Linked DNA regions of Mus musculus: region 2 is linked to region 1. A link is a contact called in public HiChIP or PLAC-seq data. All regions are on one chromosome and are shown on one strand. The core of a region is the stretch at or near the end of the contact, and the rest is flanking DNA. Distances in the headings are between cores, read along the strand shown. Region 1 overlaps Auts2 (autism susceptibility candidate 2). Region 2 overlaps Auts2 (autism susceptibility candidate 2).

Region 1 (6,571 bases), core at 2,290-4,789:
TTCTCCTGGAGTTTGAGGTGGTGGGGAGGCACCCGACGTGGGTACTGAGAACTGAACTCTGGTCCCTGCAAGAGAAGCATGTCCTTTCACTCACTGAGCCAGAGCAGCCCATGCCTTCTCACCCACTGAAATCATCTCTCCTGCCTCCAGTCTATTCTAACAGCACACTGGCCAACCTGTGTCCTCTTTCCAAGTGGGGCTCGGTGTCTGGAAATCTGTCTGTAACTTACCAGGTGTGGTTCTTATCTAGCACACCTTCACAAGGGCTGGGAGGGGCTCTTCCTGGAGGCATGCCTTTACTGAGAGCATTCTCCACCTGCTTTAACTCACCCCTTAGGAATGTAGGTTTATGAGGAAGCTTCCAAACGGCCCTGTGAGAGAGAGTCAAAGCCTACGTCATACCCAAGAGCTATTCCTTCTCTACTGCCACTTTACCTGTCTCTAAGCTGTTCTACACATTCAGGCTTGTTTCAGAGAAAACACAAACATAAGGCTCATAACTGGGTTTGGAAGAGAAACAAGAATTAAGACCCAAATCTAAAAAGATATTATCGGACAAAGAAAAGTTCGTATCATTCCACCAAACACCTCCAGGGTCAGAAAGATCATCGAGGGGCATATAAGAATTTCCAGAGTGAACTGAAATTCTTGACTCTTTCCCAACTCATAGGCTGAAACAATTAACAGTAAGTGTGGGAAGGACCTGAGAATGCATGCAGTGGGTGGGGGTGGGGCAGCACAAAGTGGTGATCTTTAATATTTAAGACATATCAAACTTGGCCATTGGTCGTTCTTGGGGAGTGATGGGCTTCAAATACCCTTTCCTGTTGTGTGTTCAAGCATCTACCTATTGTAGTATTTCCTGAAACATCAAAGGAGTGGGCACCTGATGTATCTTGTGAAGAAGTCAGACAAAATAAGAACAAGTCACTAACAAAGCCAGCCCATACCAAGAGACCAGGGTCCTCAAAGGGACAGTTTTGGTACAATTTTGATAAGAGTTTCATGATTAAAAAAAAATGAGACTTGGGAAGGAAAGAAGAGCCAGGTTAGGAGCCTTTAAAAATATTGACACATAGAAGCTGGCTCTGTTGGCAAAGCAGTGTCATTTGAGACTAAGGACCTCATTTAGATTAGCAAAACACATGTGAAAGGCTTAACCTCAGATCACCTGGCTGCTCTTGTCCCCATAAACTCAGGTCACCTGGGTACTCTTGTACCTATTACCTCAAGTCACCAGTTACTCTGTTGCCTATTACCTCAGATCACCTGGTGCCCTTGTACCTATAACCTTAGGTCACTTGTGTGCTTGTCTCTTAGACCTAAACCCTAGGCCACCTGCGTGCTCTTGTGCCTATAGCCTCAGGTCACCTGCATGCTCTTTTACCTAGAGAGCTGCAAGGCACCTGGAGAGGTTCTCAACCAGAGACACACGTAAGCAAGGCTCTTTCCCCAGCTGCTCTTGTCTCAACCACGAGGAAGGTGGACTTACAGCTCCAACGTGCTCCAGCTGTGCAAGCTTGAAAGCCCACACAGTACCAAAGACACACCACCACTATCACTGGCCTAGTCTTAATGAAGCGACAGGCAATTTCACTGTCGTTACCTCACCCCACCCGTGCCATGAAGCCCTGGGACAAGAGGCATTCCCAGATAGTCCTGCTGAAGAAGCAAGAAATAGAAGTCGAGGCAAGGGATGGCATGAACAGTAGAACAGAAAGTGCTCCTCATCATTATCAGTCAATTTGAAACCCAAAGATGGCCAAAACTCTGAGGGCTTCTCATGAGCTGGGCTAACAGGAGTCCCCAAACTGACACTCAAGATTACACCCTCCCCCACAATCACTGGAAGCAAATTATGTAATTATATTTTGAGTAGAGCTTTCTCTCCAGTTTTCTCCAATTCTATAGCTTCCCACAAGTAAAAAAAAAAAAAAAAAAAAAAAGCACCAACAACCCTTTAGAAGAGGAAAGTAAACACTATACTGCCAGAGAAGCAAATAACAACTCTCTAATTACCAGATTACTCCCCAACCAAGGTAAATACCTTCACTCTTTAGAGATCCGTAATCTGAAAGCTGGCCGTCCCTGAGCTATCCAACGCCTCCGACCGAACAGCCCAAGCCCCAGATTTTCAAGATGGAAACTCTAGGAGGGTAAAACGCACTCTTGAACGGCCCCTCCCCCTCTTCCAGGTTCATTCTCACCGAATTCTGGAAAACACCCATCCTACTTCATGCTACTACCTGAGAGCCCTGGGCATCTCTGGATTACCTGATAAGTTCATTTGGATTTTTTTTTTTATGAGGCTCAAATTAGCTGCAAATCAAAAGTCTAGCTTGTCCCAGCAGGGTACAGAGCCTTTACAGAGAATTCAGCTCTACTTCTGTTACTCCAGCAAGGTACCCATATTTATTTAAACCTACTGGTTACTTATCCATTAAATGGGTTTCTTAACCATCACATTGGTTATTTAATTCCTACCCCCATGGTTCCCCCTAGAAATAAAAAGTGCACTATAATTATATAAACTCTTAATTAAACTGAAGAATTCAGTTGCCATTACCCGTCAGTAATTCCACTCAATTAGGACAATAGACTTCCATTTATTACTGAACTCCTAATTGCTACTCATTTTCCTGGGTAGTAACTGCCAGTCCTATCAGACGATCCGCTTAAAGAAAATCCTGCTACAACATATATATTTCAATCCGGGATGGGGGTGGGGTGGGGAGGGGAGGTGAATCACATAGCCCTTACTAGTTAGGAGCTAGGTCCTCTTCTGCAGCCCCGAATGACTCCTAGGCTTAGAAATCCGAAGGCTGATGCCTCAGGCTGCCTGCGATCCACTGACTCCAGGAAGACTCAGCCACAAAGGCAGACCATTATCCAGGTAGGCGAGAGAATCCCAAAACCAACACGAAAGGAAAGAGAACTCAGAAACAATAGCACTTCATACAGTTCCTGAATTTCCAAAGACCAAATTCAAAGTCTCCAAGGAAGAGGCATTTCAGATCCGGAGATCCAAGGTAGATATTGGATTTGTCGCGGGAACCACTTGGGTCCTGGAACACTGAAGATAAGGGTTCGTAAGTGGCAGCGTAGGGGTACCTTCGCAGGGATCAGCCAGGCTTCACCTTCCTAGGCAGGTCCAGTGCGCTGAGGACGCAGAATCCTGCATTGGACTTGCACAAGTCCTGCCGTGGAACCGACTTTCAAATAGGTGTGCGGCGACTAGATGTGAGCCGGTGAGCGACCTACTCACAACTCCGGGACAGCAGGGGCTCCGGAGCGGCACGACCCTAGTCCGCAGACCAGCCAGGCTCTTGACGCGCCTCGACCCGCCTCCTCATGATCCTCTTTCCAATTAGCCCAGAAACCTGCAAACCGGCCGTCGACTAGCAAAGACACCCGCGGTGGGGAAACTTGACAATTTATTCCTGAGACCCGGGGGAGGTCACCCGCAGTGCACCAGCTGATTGGCTGCAGCGAAGGTTGCAGCGGTCGCAAAGCAAAGGCAGAGAGAGCGCGCACAGCTTCTGTTCCCGGTCGGCAATCCCAGTGGGCTAGGCAGGGGTATATAGGCAGCTCTGTAGCCAGCGGGGAGGGGGTGGCTTGGTGCACGTGACATGGAGGCTGTCCTAGGCACAACAGCCCTCAAACAGCAAACAGCTTCTCTATCCGGATTGGGTGGCTGCTTGGGTTTTTAGATGTCAAACTCTGAGCCCTCAATCCTGCTCTCTATCTCTCTCTCTCTCTCTCTCTCTCTCTCTCTCTCTCTCTCTCTCTCTCTCTCTCTTTCTCTCTCTCCCCTTTCTTAATTTCTTTTTCTTTTTTCCTGGTTTACTGACAGGGTCTCGGGTAGCTTAGGCTGGCCTCTAGCTTACTGTGTTGCCAATGCTAGCCTTGAATTCCTGATCCTCCTGCCTCCATCTCCAAAATGCTGTGACTATAAGCATGGACACCATGCCTACCTAGCTCAGAAGAGAACAAAGCTTTATCTCTGATTTTCTATCACAGAAAGGGAGACAGAAGATGAAATGGAGGAGACTAGAGATGAGTGGGAGGTGGGCTCAGGCCTGCCTTCCTTCTGCCTTCCCTCCCTTCTGTTTCTCCCTCATTTCTCATTTTGGGGGTAGGGTGGGTGGGCAGGGTGTCCTGTGCCCTACGCCATCTTGGAACTTTCGTGTAGCTAAAGATGACCTTGAGCCCTGGCTCTCCTGGGTGCCAGGAGTACAGAGTGTGCACCCTCACACCTGGTTTACGCAGAGCCGATAGGCAAACGTTCTATACCAACTGAACTACATCTCCAGAGGACCCCAGCTGCCCTTGGTGCTGCCTTCCCCCAAAGAGCATTTACAGCCTTGTCCCAGACGTATGGGATACGGAATGCACTCAATTACTGGTGTCTATTCCACAGTAAATCAGAGAGCCTTGTCTGCATTCTATACACTAAGAAACTAAGCTTGGGATACTTCTGTGACTTCCATTCCCTGAGCCAACAAATCAGAATGGACACACAGAGGCAAGCCTTTAATCACAGACTGCAGCCACATTTCAGTGTTCCTTGACCGAGGGTGTGTGTGGAGGATGGCTATTCCACACAGCATTATCTCTGTGCAGGGAACTCACAGCCAGGGGAGAATAGCAGAAGCCATGGAGGATGCTGCTTTCTGACCCATTCTCAGTCACTTGCTTAGGTAACAAGAGACTTACACAGCCCAGGACTACCTACCCAAGGAATGGTGCTGTCTCTAGGGAACTAGAGCCCTCTTACATCAATTAGCAAGAAGACAACCCCTCACACTTCAATCTGATTGGACATTCCTTCCTTCTCCGGTGTCAGGTTGACAGTTAAAAGCTAAGACAAAGGTACTATATTGCAAATGATACCAAGCCCCTAACAGTGGTGACAAAGTGGCTAGTCACACTTCTTGTAGTCTATCCACTCCATTTGGGAGATTCTTACTGCCTGGAGCTACATCAAGGTTAACGAGCTCATCCACCCCTGTCTCCCAGTGACTCAAGGTGTCTCCCTGTACCCTGAATGCACAGACAAGAGACTCCAGTCCTCTGGTGCTACCTGGATTTGGAATACGAATAGGCAGGGCTCAACACTAGGGGCACCGTGCTTGTCATCTTCCTGGACAGGCTGGTGAACTTGCTGATGACTGCTAGCACAAGACACTTTCTTCAAGCAAGGCCTCTGGATCAGCAGCACCCAGGAACTTTTATCAGCCATGACAAATACCGGGCCAGACCTCCTCCTACCGAATCAGAAGCGGTAGAGGTGAGACCCAGCCGTCAGTTCTCAGGAGGATGCCAGGAGGTACTGGCGCAAGCTCAGGATAAAGAAATTCAACTCCAAGTGCTACTTTCTGGGGTCACACGTGAGAACAAAGGAAAAGGCCAGGTTGGAATCTGAGCAAGTCACCACTGTGCATCAAGAAGTAAACGTGTTCCTCCTCAGCCTCAGCTGCAGCTCTTCTAGGGCCAGCTCTGAAAGAGTCTGAGAACCGAGGCTACAGGAGTCTCTTGAGGTTCTGCGGCTAGATTAATCTTCTTGGCATCTCGGTGTAGTGGGAACAGAGTCGAGATCTGGTCAGGCCAGGCTCTGTGGATCATGTCATGGACATCTGGGGCAGCATGCTATTTTCTGTCTGGCGATGTTCTGGGATGCTCCGTTGGGTGAGACGAAGCCTCCTGCCAAAGGGTCAGGGCTCCTTTGGGGACCTGCTATTCAAATGGCTGGTGTGCCATGTGGGGACACTAACACAGATTGTGGGGGATGAGTTGTTGCACTGTGGCATTCCCTGGGGTGGTACCACTGGACTTGAAGTCCAATCCTAGAGGGACAGTCCCTCTGCTTGCCTGGATATTGTAACAACTGAACAGCATCTGGTGTTGGGGGGAGGAAAATAAAGCATTGCTGACAACAGGCTGGGCTTGTTGAACCCATGGCTGGGGAGATGGCTCACAGGGTAAAGGCTACCTAGACTGATGACCTGAGTTTGATTCCCCAGAACCAATGTGATGGAAGAAGAGAACCAAGCCCTGAAAGTTGCCCTTTGACCTCCATCAGAGACTGTTTGACATGCATGGATCAAACATTAAATAAGTTAAAAAAAAAAAAAAGGTCGGGCGTGGTGGCACACGCTTTTAATCCCAGCACTCGGGAGGCAGAGGCAGGCGGATTTCTGAGTTCAAGGCCAGCCTGGTCTACAGAGTGAGTTCCAGGACAGCCAGGGCTACCCAGAGAAACCCTGTCTCAAAAAACCAAAAGAAAAAGAAAAGAAGAAAGAAAGAAAGCAAGCAAGCAAGCAAGCTGTCCATTGAAGTTTCATGCAGTCCAGGCTGGCATTGAACTTGTAGATAAAAAGCCTTGAATTCCCTATCCCCCTGCCTCTACCTTCTGCATGCTGGGATTCCAGGCACGTGCCATCATGCCCAGCATAGGTACTCTTATTATTTCTGTTTTACAGCTGAGAACATTGAGTCATAAATGTGACAAAGAACTTATCCAAAGTTATGGAATTAGACACCAAACCCAGCCTTGCCTTGGCTCTTGAGC
Region 2 (6,571 bases), core at 1,249-3,748, 240 kb after region 1:
TAATTTAGAATCGGAGACTCGGAATGCAGTGAAGAGGTGCTGATAGGTACCTGCAATTCTGGCACTCGGGAAGTGGAGACAGGAGGGTAAAGGCAGTTACAGACGTATAAGCCTGAGGACAGTCTGGGCGACTTAACCTCAAAAAGAAAGCACTCTAGAGGAAAATGTTCTGTATATAACGCTAAAGTAGCCTTTAAAATAGAAACAGAAGCCATTCATTTTGTTTTTAATAAACTGCATTTGGGCTGGGAATGTAACTCAGTGGTAGAGCCCCTGCCTAGAATCCCCCAGGAAGGGGCTGGGGCTGTGGCTCAGTGTTAGAGCACCTGCCTAGAATCCCCCAGGGAGGGGCTGGGGGCGTGGCTCAGTGGTAGAGCCCCTGCCTAGAATCCCCCAGGGAGGGGCTGGGGATGTGGCTCAGTGTTAGAGCACCTGCCTAGAATCCCCCAGGGAGGGGCTGGGGGCGTGGCTCAGTGGTAGAGCCCCTGCCTAGAATCCCCCAGGGAGGGGCTGGGGGCGTGGTTCAGTGGTAGAGCCCCTGCCTAGAATCCCCCAGGGAGGGGTTTAACATGTGTGAAATCCTACGTTCACTCTTCAGTCCAGAAAAATCATCTATTTTATAACACCACAATATGGCTAAATATCACTTCAATATCCAATAATATGTTATGAGCATCATTTCAACACACTGTTGACACGGAGGCTGATATGAGCACACTGCTTAGGAGACATCATGTATATTTCAGTGTGTATATTACTCATAGAGCACATCCCATGTGAGTCACAGGTTATCATGTGTGAGCCACTGTTGAGAACATGTTAATTCCACTTTAACTCCAGGGGTGGAATCTAGTCAATCATTTGCTTGCCATGTGATTATGAATAAACCACTCAAAGTCTTAGTGACTTAAGTGATTCATCTTGAGTTTGTGAGTCTTTACTGGTCAGGTTTATTAAAAGAAAGAGGATCGCTGGACATGGTGGCGCTTGCCTTTAATCCCAGAACTCGGGAGGCGAGGCAGGCGGATTTCTGAGTTCGAGGCAAGCCTGGTCTACAAGGTGAGTTCCAGGACAGCCAGGGCTATACAGAGAAACCCTGTCTTGAAAAACAAAACAAAACAAAACAAAACAAAACAAAACAAAGAAAGAAAGAAAGAAAGAGGATCTAAGCTGGGACGATAGCTCAATAAACTGCTTGCTTTGCAACTATGAAGACTTAATGTCAATCTCTAGAATTTATATTAAAAAATAAAAAAGATCTAAGTGAGGTGGCAATCACCAAAAAATCTAATAGCTGGGGAGGCAGAGACTGGATGATTCTGGGGGCTGCAGGGCTGTCTAAGAAACCTGTGAGCTCCAGGTTCATTGAGACCATGTCAGAAAGTAAGGTAGAAGGCTGGTGAAAAGAGAAACAGGGGCTGGTATGCACACAAGCGCACACACATAAAATAAACAAACAAAATGTAGGAAGAATAATTAAACAAATATAGTGGAGACTGATTTAGGAGGACACCGGATCTGCGTCTGGGCTCAATATACAAATACACAAAAATACACACAACATTTTTTGGTTTTTGTTTTGTTTTGTTTTGTTTTTCAAGACAGGGTTTCTCTGTATAGCCCTGGCTGTCCTGGAACTCACTCTGTAGACCAGGCTGGCCTCAAACTCAGAAATCCACCTGCCTCTGCCTCCCAAGTACTGAACATGTATATACAATACCACACACCAATTGACTTACACAGTTAAGATGAGTATGCACTCAAAGAGAAACATGAAAACTCATGTCGCAGAGTAACTTAGTGAAAACTCTGCTATTTTTTCCGGAACCCATCTAAAGTGAAGAAAGAGATGCCCATGGCCACAGAAATAGATGGTTTAAGAAAGCAGTTAAATTTCACTCTGTTGGAGGCTCCTCACTCTGAGCCTATCAGACATGCTAAGTGATGCTGAACAGAGATTGGAGACTCAAGCCAAACGAATTTAGAAGACCCAGCCTTGTCAGTGATTGTTGCTACTGGATGATATAGCAGGATCTCACATCTGCCCTGCACTGGGAGGGGTGGGTGGGCACAGGAACACACCAGGAGGGGAGCTAACAAGTGTAAGAGATGTCCATACTGCCCAACTTCACCTACACTACAGTACTTTTTCGGAAGTGATCAGCCAGAACACTGGCTGCAGGTGAAGAGCTGATAATTGTTCGGCTCTTTTTTATTTTTGATAACTAATAATTCACACTGAGTCACGGCATTAAAAAAAAAAGGCGGCATTTAGCATTCAACGGAGAAATAATTAACTTTTAAAGTTAGCCAGTCGAAGGAAATGCCAAGCCAGTAAGGGGGAAGTGGAGCTGACAACAAGAAGGGATACAACGGGACATTAATTAGGTACAAGCAAACATCTCTCCTAATAGCTCATGTTCTCATTCGCCAAATGTCAACAGTGGATATTAACACCAGATGCTGGCATGCAGTCTCCCCTGACGTTGAAGCTCGGCTTCGAGTGTGCTCGGAGAAAAGACTCCTGGGACTGAGGGGGGTGGGAGTCTGACAGGCTCAAGGCTGTGCTTCCTGCTCTTAAGTAATTTAGAGCCTTTATGAATGGCGGGGAGTGGAGAGCTTTGCAGGGAGGAAGGCAGTGTACTGGTGGAGGCTCTTGGGAGGGGTTTCTACTCTCTTGGAGCTCACAGTGCCTGGCCTCCCTTCTGTGAGAGGCCAGAAATGAACCCTCCTGGAGTGCTTAAAGGCCCTTGCAGAATGATGCAGAAGCCACCACCCCGAGAATAAAAATCATGACCAAAGAATAAGGAAAATGAAAGAAAACGGTATTGTTGCTCATAGACAAAGAGCATTGTTGTTTTCTTTTTTTTTTCTTTTTTCTTTTTTCTTTCTTTTCTTTTCTTTTCTTTTTTTTTTTTTAAACAATTTGTGCTTTCAAGTCAGTGAATGAAAAGATCTAATAAGGGCCAACAAAGTAGCTTAGCAGGGTAAAGACACTTACTCGAAAGGCTGACACTCCAAGTTCTATCTCTGGAACCTACATGGTGAGTACAGATGCACACAGATACCCAAAAACCAGGATCCCCCTAGATTGTATCTATAGTAGCGTGTGAGCCTCCCAATATATGAGCTGGGAACCAAATTCCAGTCTTTGCAACAACAGTATATGCTCTTAACTGAAGAGTCGCATCTCTACCCACTGACTCAGGCTGACTCTAGGCCCTGGATTCTGACTCACTACATAAACACAAAACTTTAATGTCTAGAATTAAAGTTGTATACACGACTAGGCCAGGGTTACGCTGTGCTTGGGAGCAAACCCAGGACTTCATGTATGTTAGGCAAGCACTAACCCAAGCAAGCTCCACTAACAAGCTAACAGGTTCCCCTGCTGTCAGTCAGCAATCAATTCTCTCTTAAATCGGGAGCTCCCAGGGGAAATAGAAAATGATTTCTGTCTGTCTATCCATCTCCAAGCATGTATTATTCATAAGGTGAGAATATGGAAGGCAGGAGGGAAAAAAAAAACCAACAACATAAAACAAAATCTGAGGCTTCAAAGGCCGATTATGTTACAGTGAAATCAAGCTCAAAGTAGCTTGTCAAAGAAGGCTCTGCCAACAGTCAATTATACTCTGATTTTGTGCACCGAGACAGTAACTATAGGAGTGCCAATGACTTAAGCCACACACACAAAAAAAAGGTCCACATAGTCCTTCTATGAAATAATCCTCTCTGTGATGGTTTTTGAAATTCACTTTAATCAAATCTAGTAAGATGCTCCAAATAGCATTTATCCTTTAACAATCAATGCTCAATCTCTAAATCCTGGCTTTTACTTTAATCACTCATGAAAATTCTATTATTCATGGGCTGATGTAGATCCGCCTTGCTGTGTGTGCCAAGCGGTTGTAGTGTTGTTAAACCTATATAGGCTGCTCTAAGACCCCCTCATCATCAGCGTGGAACTGGAGCTGGAGAAAGGAGGGTCAGTGAGTGGAGGTCTCTAGGATGGAAGGCTTGGTGACAAGCACGAGATCTGCGATGGTGAGCTACTTCACTTCCTCAGACCCTCGGTGCTCTCTGTGAAACAGAGGCTGACAGAGGTGTTTCTACATCACACAGTACTTGGAGGGGTTAAGGGAAAGGACGGGGTCAAAACCCTGTACTGCTTCTCCACCACCATGATGCTTAATATAGACTATCAACTCCACAGGTCTAGAATCATCTAAGAGGCAAGGCACTGGGCATGTCAGTGAGGGATCATGAAGATGAGGCTCTCTGAGATAAGAAGACCTACTCTAAGTATGGATGGCCCTCCCATGGGCTGGCACTCTGGATGGAATTAAAAAGGAGAAATTGCTGAGACCCATGTGGTTGGGTCCTGGAAACCTCACTGGAGGAATGGGGGAAACCGAGAGAGGACAGACCCAGGGATATGTGTATGGAAAAGCTGGGAGCATGTGGGGTACTGACAGATACACTCACTATTACATACATCTCCCTGAGTAAGGAGTCACTGTTCAGCTGATCTCAGTTTGAGGTCTCTATAAGGGAAGCAGTCTCAAGGTGTAAGCATCTCCAAGAAGCAGCTGTGGCCATCACTTTGTGTACAAACTGCCCACACCTACACATGAAGACTTTGCTATTTCCCTGAAGCAGACTGGAATCCTTTGACATGGCTGTGCCCAGGTTACCAATACACATGTACTCAGGACTTCACCTTTCCCTATAAGAAAAGGAGTGGAGCACCGTGATTGGCCTGCTTCCTGCGTTGCAGTGTGACCAGCCACCTCACACCACTGCTGCGATGCCTTGCCCACCATGAGCCCACATGAATCCTCTCTCTAAAGCTTTTCCTCTTTTTTTTTTTTTGGATCAGATAAGTCATCACAGCAACAAGAATGCAATCACTACCTACCCCCAAGTAAATTCTGTGATATTGTAGGGATCAGACAAGGTCATTCCCGGAGAAGCAGCACTATGGAACTTTGTTCAGGGGAACGGGGAAGACAAACTCCACAAACACACACAGAGACAGAAAGCATCCTGGGAAAGGAGATGAGTGTATGCGTCATTCTTAGGGCTGGGGAACTTGGTGTCCTTGGGCTGACTGTTCAAGGTTACTGAGCCGTTTACCAACACTCACTGGCATTCCTTCATGTGAAGGGATGACCTTGGCACACAGACCTCAGATGCTTCATGTAGGGATAATGGACCCAAGTGATGGTTTGGGTGCCTGGGTTCCATCCTAATGCTTTGCTCTAATACAATAAAGGCCATCGATTCTAAGAACAAAGATGATGTGGGTGGTATAAGCTGTTTTACACAGAAGGTGTTACACCACAGTAATCAAGTTTCTAGACTGCGTTCTGAAAGACAGCAGACATTCCCTGGGTACCTCAGGAAGGCAAGGAGAAATGGTTTGCTGCCTAGGGAGGTGAGCTGACCTGATTAAGGCAGTTGCACCCAGAATTTTGAGAAGAAAGCATTAAAAAAAAAAAAAAGAGGAGGGGGTGGAGCAAAAAGAAAGAACAGCAGAAAAAGAAGAGGAGGAGGAGGAGGTGAGGGAAGGAGGAGGAAACAGGAGGACAAAAGAAGGATGATGAAGATGATAAAACCTCCATTTCCTCTCCAACACAGTAAGATCTGAGACATAGGAAGAGAAGAGGTTTGACAAGAACACCCCAGGAGTTGCTGGAAAGAAGGGGGTCAGGGCTAGGGATATGCCTCAGTTGGAAGAATGTTTGCCCAGCATGTCTCCAGGCTCCATCCTTAGCACAGTGGTGCATGTCTGTGATGCCTGCTGGCATGTGATAAAACCAGTAAGATAAAGTACTCAAAGCCATCCTAACTCCATAGTGAGCTTGAGGCCAGCCTGGGCTACTTAACACCCTGTCCCAAATCAAAACAAAAGTAAATGCAAATCCGCAAAAACGCCAGGGTGAATTCTGAGCCAGCTAAGGTTACATAGGTCAGACCCTATTTCAGAAAAGGGAAACAGTAATGACGAGGTCAGAAGTCAGACCGTGTGCCCTCGAGCCAGAGCTACGCCAGGATTGAGTCTCTGTGTGGTACCCGAATCTCTTTAAATGCCTACTGAATGTCACCTATAAATCAGTAAGGGATTTTTAGAGACGCAGAGTAAATACTCTCCTATGTATTACCCGAGCCGAGACTGAAGAGTTGGAAGGATGAGGCAGGAAAACACAGTAATTTCTTTCAAAAACCCGCAAGCCACCCTTAACCACCAAGGCTGTAACACTGCCCTTGATCACAAGTAATATTCTACGATAATAATGTTATATGACCATAGTTTTTTTTGTTTCCATTTTGTTTTGTTTTTGGCCTCTCTGGCCCTTTCATGTCCCCTCCCCCACTGCACTATATTCTTCCTTCATGTTCACATCTGCAATGGCCTTGGAGGTTGTGAAGACCACCTAAGGCGTCACCCACAATGGGCTCCCGGGATTTCCCCAGGAGTTGGAAGAAAGAAGAGACCTAGGTACTTGGAAAGAGATTTCACAGTCTGACAACTTCAGCCTACCTAGCAGGAGAGAGTGGAGCTGAG

The links. HiChIP or PLAC-seq counts read pairs in DNA pulled down with a chosen protein or histone mark.
Region 2: an H3K4me3 HiChIP or PLAC-seq map of embryonic basal ganglia shows a contact between it and region 1, with 2.1 times the contacts expected there. The contact joins two enhancer-like sites. A contact is called at or near these places in 2 of 484 Hi-C or Micro-C datasets (embryonic stem cells and muscle stem cells), 4 of 115 datasets of contacts at active chromatin or transcription factors (embryonic basal ganglia, embryonic hindbrain and embryonic stem cells) and 2 of 9 other capture datasets (adipose tissue and pancreatic islet).

The regions. Positions count from the first base shown.
Region 1 is chr5:131,613,197-131,619,767 of GRCm38.p6, forward strand. All of the region lies in intron 5 of Auts2 (autism susceptibility candidate 2), which reads right to left. Among named protein-coding and RNA genes, the nearest start is that of Gm29681, 200 kb to the left of the region's middle. Within about 2 kb of position 3,540, at least 65 of the 459 cell types and tissues checked have an H3K27ac peak or open chromatin away from gene starts, as enhancers often do. A contact at or near this core is called in embryonic basal ganglia, where this site is marked.
Region 2 is chr5:131,853,048-131,859,618 of GRCm38.p6, forward strand. The region is part of intron 4 of Auts2 (autism susceptibility candidate 2); the gene reads right to left. Among named protein-coding and RNA genes, the nearest start is that of 4930563F08Rik, 24 kb to the right of the region's middle. Within about 2 kb of position 2,499, at least 36 of the 459 cell types and tissues checked have an H3K27ac peak or open chromatin away from gene starts, as enhancers often do. A contact at or near this core is called in embryonic basal ganglia, where this site is marked.